2 separate regions of the Mus musculus genome follow, and region 1 is linked to region 2. A link is a contact called in public HiChIP or PLAC-seq data. All regions are on one chromosome and are shown on one strand. Each heading gives the region's core, a stretch centred on a gene start, on an enhancer-like site or on the middle of the called end of the contact. The rest is flanking DNA. Distances are from core to core; before and after follow the strand shown.

The links. HiChIP or PLAC-seq counts read pairs in DNA pulled down with a chosen protein or histone mark.
Region 1: a contact with region 2 is called in a RAD21 HiChIP or PLAC-seq map of pro-B cells, with 4 times the contacts expected there. The contact joins two enhancer-like sites. A contact is called at or near these places in 2 of 15 datasets of contacts at CTCF or cohesin (large pre-B cells and pro-B cells).

Annotation. Positions count from the first base shown.
Region 1 is chr12:114,585,041-114,589,006 of GRCm38.p6, reverse strand. It overlaps Igh. Among named protein-coding and RNA genes, the nearest start is that of Mir7094-2, 73 kb to the right of the region's middle. Within about 2 kb of position 1,661, at least 10 of the 459 cell types and tissues checked have an H3K27ac peak or open chromatin away from gene starts, as enhancers often do. A contact at or near this core is called in pro-B cells, where this site is marked.
Region 2 is chr12:114,491,793-114,495,514 of GRCm38.p6, reverse strand. It overlaps Igh. Among named protein-coding and RNA genes, the nearest start is that of Mir7094-2, 20 kb to the left of the region's middle. Within about 2 kb of position 1,689, at least 12 of the 459 cell types and tissues checked have an H3K27ac peak or open chromatin away from gene starts, as enhancers often do. A contact at or near this core is called in pro-B cells, where this site is marked.

The DNA.
Region 1 (3,966 bases), core at 412-2,911, 94 kb before region 2:
ATATGCCTAGTGCTTGGTTATATCTTTTTAAAGGATGTTTGGTGCCTAAACCACGTCGTTCAGGGATCTCATTCTACTTTGTCTTAAGTCCTCAAATCCTTACAGCAGCCATTTCAAACCATTGTAATGTTCACATTCAGTAACTTACAACTTAACTTTGTAAGAGATGTTTTTGTTTGGTTAGATTAAACTCTTTGGGTGACTTTAATGGTCAATTCCTACTACTCTAAGAGGGTGGGGTCCTAGTGGGTACTCCCCAACCTTGCCATAACATGTCCCTGGAGAGCTAGGGGCATCCTATCACACTGAGGCCACACAAAGCAACCAAGTTAGAGGAACAGATTCCAGAACAGGTATGAGCTTTAGGAACCACTCCTGTTCCAGTGGCTGCAGTACCCACGTGAAGAATGAACTGTACATCTGCACTCTATGTGCTGGGGCCACTTTTCCAGCTGATGTATGTTATTTGGTTGGTGACTCATTCTCACTCCCTGCAATTCTGCTGTGGTTCTCATTGAAGATCTCTAAAATTCAGGCCTTTCATCTGGCTGGACCTTTTCATTTTCTCTGAGCAGGGTTTTCACTAATTATCAATTCTTGTTAACACAAGCCTACTTCAGCACTAAGTTCAAATTGTTTGAGATTCTCAATGTCAGCCAGGTCCTGAGCTGAAGCAACATTTTAGTTTGTGATATTAAGAGTCTCACTCCTCTGTACCATTGTTCTGTAAGTCTATTTACTGTGGCATTTAAACAATTTACAGTAAGTAATTAACCATGAGCAGAAGTGAATTAGCTAAACTTTCTCAGGTGAGAATGTCCTAGCTCATAGTTGTTGAAAGAGCAAGAACTCACCTTTTCCCTCATTAAAAGACAGGTAAACATAATGACAATCACTGGAAAGGGAATTAGAAACAAGCTTTCACATTGACTCCTATATCCAAGTGTCCCAGGAACTAATTCATGAATACATGGGTGCCTTCATCTGAACTTGACTTATTATGGTCCTTCTGAACACAGGGACTCTTCCCCAGGTGTAGCCTGATAAAGATAGGAAAGAGCCTGTTATCTCCTATCATTACCTTTTATTGGATGGGAACTGTTAGAGCAGGATCCAATTGCCACAAGGAGGAACCTGGCTTTGAGAAGGATATTATAGTAATATTTGCAAAACTTAAAATCAATTTCTGATGCATTATCCCCAGGTAAACAAGAGCCATTTCTCCCTTTAGCTGAGCTCTGTGAACATTGAAATTACAGGGACATACATACATATATATATATATATATATATATATATATATATATATATATATATATATATATATTTGGGATATATATATATATCCCAAATTGAAACTTTATTATTACTTTTCATTAATCATTCCATTTGTATATACCTCAAATGATATCCCACTTCCTGGTTACCCCTCCACAACCCCTCCATCCCATATCTGCCCTGTCAACCCTCCGTTTTGCCTCTATGAAGGTGCTCCACACCCACCCCACCTGCAACTTCAGTTGTAAACCCTGAAAAAAACTACCCACATGGGAGCTCATGACCAGCAGGGGGCACAATGAGACCAACAATCCTCATAGAGAGATAAGGTGGCTGTGGAGGGAACTGTTTCCTCTGTGGTTTTCTTTTTTAAGTGTAATAACTGATCTGCCCCTGCTGTGATTGACATGTGATGTCTCCATGATCAAACATCATACAGATTCTTTGTGAAACACTTCACAGATGCACGCTTATTCCCTGTGAGTTTATATTTGCATCAGTCCATTTTGACTAGAAGATACTGTTTCCTACACATTCTGGCTCTTATAATCAGCTAAATTTTAAAGTCTTTAAAAGATGAGATCGGGAAAGTTCAGGGTGGTATGGACAGAAGCTGGAAACAACCAAGATGTCCCACTACAGAAGAATGGATACAGAAAATGTGGTTCATTTACACAATGCAATACTATTCAGCTATTAAGAGGTCATCCTGATTAGAACTAGAAAATATCATCCTGAGTGAGGTAACTCAGACCCCAAAGGACATTCATGGCATGTACTCACTAATAAGTGGATATTAACCAAACGAAACAAAACACATATGGAATGCAAAAGATATAGTCCACATAATTCAAAAGGCTTAACAAGTTGAGGACACCTCATTCCCACTTCAGTTCCACTTGGGAGAGAGAAGAGAGCAATCACAAGTGGGGAGTGAGGGAGGAACTTGTGAAGGAATATGAACTGAGTGGGGGAACATTAAGGGGTAAGGGAAACCTGATTTGGTATTGGGTGAGGGAAAAGGACTGAAGCCCTGAGGACCTGCAGAAAGAATGTAAACAGGCAATCTCAGGAAATAGGAGGTTGGGGGAACCCTACAAAAATGAACCAGAGTGGGATATAGAGAAGTCAGAGGGTGGATGGGGAGGGGCACAGAATGGAATATAGAATGTAAAAAATGAAGTACAAATAAAATTAAATTTAAAAAATAATATCTTTTAAAGAAATGAGTCCTGACCATGTAGTTATGTGGGGAATAACAACAGTGCAACTGCCTCATACTGGCTTGGATAAGTGTAGGACCTCTCTGACCATTAACCTGTACAAAATTTTCCTGTGCATGGCACTGATATGTACAGTTAATAACTCATAAATTCTAGGGGATGCAATGTTTACTTGTGCAAGTCACTTGCCAGATAAAGTAAAACAAAAAGCTTTTATATGTGCTCTCTACTCAGTTTTCCACAATCATATGTCTCAGATAAACTTCAACATGAAAAAATCTAGATCAATGAGATAATACTAAAACTAAATTACGAGTCTTATTTAAATATCACAAATTTTTCCTATGCTTTCTTTAAATTTATTATTTTTGATATATATATATATATGCAGGCCCATTAATCCAGATTATAACCTGAACATAAAATACTCCCTAGACAAAAACATTCCCAGCTGTATACTAGGCATCTGAGGACTGTTCATTATTTTTTGACATATTATTATAAAAATAAAATTGTAATTTTTGTTTTTTGTTTTTTTTTTAATTAGGTATTTTCCTCGTTTACATTTTCAATGCTATCCCAAAGGTCCCCCATACCCACCCCCCCCAATCCCCTACCCACCCACTGCCCCTTTTTGGCCCTGGCGTTGCCCTGTACTGGGGCATATAAATTTTGCAAGTCCAATGGGCCTTTCTTTGCAGTGATGACCGACTAGGCCATCTTTTGATACATATGCAGCTAAAGACAAGAGCTCACGGGTACTGGTTAGTTCATATTGTTGTTCCACCTATAGGTTTGCAGTTCCCTTTAGCTCCTTGGGTAATTTCTCTAGCTCCTCCATTAGGGGCCGTGTGACCCATCCAATAGCTGACTGTGATCATCCTCTTCTGTGTTTGCTAGGCCCCGGCATAGTCTCACAAGAGAGAGCTATATCTGGGTCCTTTCAGCGAAATCTTGCTAGTGTATGCAATGATGTCAGCATTTGGAAGCTGATTATGGGATGGATCCCTGCATATGGCAATCACTAGATGGTCCATCCTTTCGTCACAGCTCCAAATTTTGTCTCTGTAACTCCTTCTATGGGTGTTTTGTTCCCATTTCTAAGAAAGGGTAAAGTGTCCACACTTTGGTCTTTGTTCTTCTTGAATTTCATGCGTTTGGCAAGTTGTATCTTATATCTTGGGTATCCTAAGTTTCTGGGCTAATATCCACTTATCAGTGAGTACATATTGTGTGAGTTCCTTTGTGATTGGGTTACTTCACTCAGGATGATACCCTCCAGGTCCATCCATTTGCCTAGGAATTTCATAAATTCATTTTTTTAATAGCTGAGTAGTATTCCATTGTGTAAATGTACCACATTTTCTGTATCCATTCCTCTGTTGAGGGGCATCTGGGTTCTTTCCAGCTTCTGGCTATTATAAATAAGGCTGCTATGAACATAGTGGAGCATGTGTCCTTCTTA
Region 2 (3,722 bases), core at 440-2,939:
GTAATTATCATATTCATTCTAGTGCTTAGATGCACTTCCACAATATCTGGTAAAAGTTCAGATCCAATGTTGGTTTTTTTGTTTGTTTGTTTGTTTGTTTTTGTTTTGTTTGTTTGTCTGTTTGTTTTTGTTTTGTTTTGTTTTGTTTTTTGTTTTTTGGTTGTTTTTTTTTAGAATTTCAGCTTACCATGGAGATTTCTGAGATTAATGGCAATTTCTCATAAGGGGTTCACTTACTTTTTTCTATCCAGACTCAGCTGTTACTGTTTGGATAACATTTACAACTCATCCTGTATCACCTCTTGCAGCAGATTTTATACGTAATCTAAAGGTGGTTTTGCTAGCTGTTCTATTTTGTACAAGTAATGAATATCTTACTACCCACATCATCAATATATAGCATGCTCTTCTCACATAAGTAAAAATTATACAAACTAATGTCAAGTTCATCATGTGAGAGTAAACCAAGTGGCTTTAGAACTCATGGAATGTGGGCCACCTGTTTGTGCAACCAGGGTGTGTGTGCCTCAGAGAGGCAGAGACCAGAGGTCTATGTTTCCTTCAGACTTCATGTTGTTATGGCACATTCTTCTGCCTGTTGTACTCACAACCTTCACAGCCTTCCTGATCTAAGAATTTTACAGAAATTCTAAGAGGGCATGCACACTCTTGCTGGGACATATCACTGGCACTTAAAATAATAGTTCTTGTTCAATTTCATACATTGCTGCTGGAGCAGATCAATGATTCAATGACCACTAATCTAGTAAAGAACTTAAAATTGTAGATTGCTAGCAATGACTACCATCTTTAGAAAACATTTGGAGAAATAAAATTTTTAGTGAATTTATGTTAACTGTGTATGTGTGTGGTGTTTGTATTTTCAGGAATTAATTTTCTGTTATTAACTTCTATGTATATAGCATCATTACTAATAGGAAAACTTTAATTCCTTGAGGGGTGGTCACTACAAGTGTCATCCTTGGAACTAAACTTGTGAAGAAATGAGAATGAGAACCTGCTGTAGATTATCTTTGTCAGCCTGGGTCAGATTTCTCAGTGTCTGTGTAGAGGCAGTTTATTGTAGATATATTTAAACAGAATAGAATACAGAAAATGGTCTGCAAGCAACAATAACTTCCATATCCATTCCAATTCCACTTGCAAAATGAAACATAAGGTGTGACTATGTGAAAGGAGTTTTTACAAGGTTTTTTTGACCTTTACTGTGAAATTTGTTGCTAAAAAGGTCTACAATCTAATGCGGCCTTTGACCAACCGCATAGCAGTCAGCAGCCCATAAAGTACATGGGACACCTCCACTAAGGAAATATAATAATCTAATGAGGGAACTAGGGTGCAGTCTGCCCATACGTATTTGAAATGGGTCACCAGGTTGCTAACCACCTCCACTCTCAGCCTTCTGTATGGAGTGCTGCTATTTAATTGTTTCTCCTCCATCAAGACAATGTCACTGTGTGATTATTTCTTTTAGTGCTTTTCTGTGAGAACCAGGCCCAAACTCCCTCTCTCTAATTCCTGTGTTAGCATCAACAGTAATATTTCTCAATATCTGTTGCCATGAGACAGTGAAAGGAAAACATCTCAATGAACTAGTCATGTAGAGCCCGAGAAGCAGCTGCAGAGATGGGTGTTTCCTGATTATGCCAAGTTTTTAATCTTCTCAGCTAACCACATAAAAAACCCAGGAGACTATCTCCTATGTCAGTTAATCCTCTTGTTGAAGTACACAGGATCGGACACAAATCATTGTGGTTAGTTCATGAAATCTATATTACTCTCCAGGGAATGCTACAGAAACAAAAATGACTCAATTTTGAGGAACTCTCAGTTACCATGACACTAGTTTATCTCACAGTAGTATGAGTTCCTCAATTGGAATATTAAAACCTGGGTAACTCTAATTCAGCAAGTGAAAGATCAGCATAAGAAAACCTTAAAATCTTTGAAGAAAGAAATTGAAGATATTAGAAAAAGGAAAAATCTCCCATTGGTTGGGTTAAGATAGTAAAAATTGTCATCCTACCCAAAGACATCTACAGATTCAATGCAATCCCCATCAAAATTTCAATACAATTCGCTATAGTTCTTGAAATGACAACACTCAACTTCATGTAGAAAAATAAAACAGAACAATGCAAAAGCCCACCAAACTAGTAAAGATAAAACAATCCTGTTCAATGAAAGAATATGCAGATGCAGTATGTTCCATGATTTCAACCTGTCTGCATTGTTATAGTAAGAAAAACTGCATAGTATTGGCATAAAAACAGACAAGTTGATCAATGGAATAGAATAAAAGACCCACTCATAAATCTACACACATATATACACCTGTTTATTGATGAAGAAGCCAGAAATATACAATGAAAGAAAGAAAATGTCTAAAAATAATGTTGTTATAACTGGATGTCATCCTGCAGAAGAGTGCAAATATATCCATATCTATTAGCTGTACAAATCTTAAGATATTGTTGATCAAAGACCTTAAATTTAAGCCATTTATCTTGAGACTAATAGAAGAGAGAGTAGAGAATAGCTGAGAAATCCTTGGCATAGCAGACAAATTATCAAACAGAACCTCAATAGCACAGGTGCTAAGAACAATAATCAATAAATTGCACCTCATGAAACTAAGAATACTATGGCAAATGACACCATGAATAAGACTAAATGTCAGTTTAAAGAATGAGAAAAGATCTTTAACAACTCCACAGCTGACAGAGGTATGATATCCAAAATATATAAAGAACTCTTGAAACTAGGCATTAACAAACCAAATAATACAATTTAAAAATGGGGTATAGATATAAACAGAATTCTGAACAGAGGAATCTCAAATGTCAGAGGAGCATTTAAAGAAATGTTCTTCATCCTTATCCAATAGGGAAATGCAAATTCAAGTGACACTGAGGTTCCCTCTATTATCTGTCAGAATGACAAACTTCAAAACCACACGTGATAGCTTACGGTAAGGATGTGAAATAAGGAGAGCACTTATCCATAGCTGGAAACTATGGATAGCAAACTTTTTAGCCACTTTATAATAAATTCTGCAGTTTCTCAGAAAATAGGAAATATATATATATATATATATATATATACCTCAAGATCCAGCCATATCATTTCTTAGAACAGAGGCAAAGGAAAATTCATCCTACTAGTTGCTTTATTATTAATAGCAATAAACAGAAAACAGCTTAGATGTCCTCAAACCAATGAATGTATAAAGAAAAAATGTATATATTTATACAACCTAAAATTACTCATCTGTAAAACTAATAAAAAGAACAAATTTTCAAATGGATGGAACTATTAAAAAATCAAACTGGGGAAAATCAGAACCAGAAAAACCAACATGGTATGTACTCACTGGTATGTGTATACTAGCTGTAAAGTAAGAGATAGTTTTGCTATTCTCAAACTGGACACAGAGAGCATAAAAACAAGAAGGGTCCAAGGGGTAACACATTATTGACATAGGAAGGGGAAATAGAGCCAATATTGCCATTGGAGATGGTAAATAGGAGAACCAGTCATTTTGGAGAATGGAGATAGAAATTACTGAATTAGAAAACTTGAATTGAGGAGAATTTCTGGGGGCAAACTTAAGGCAAATGAAATTCCTAAAAATGTGACCCTAGCTAAGACCCCTAGTAAATGGGATATGAGTTTGAACTGGCCATCTTCTGTAACCAGAC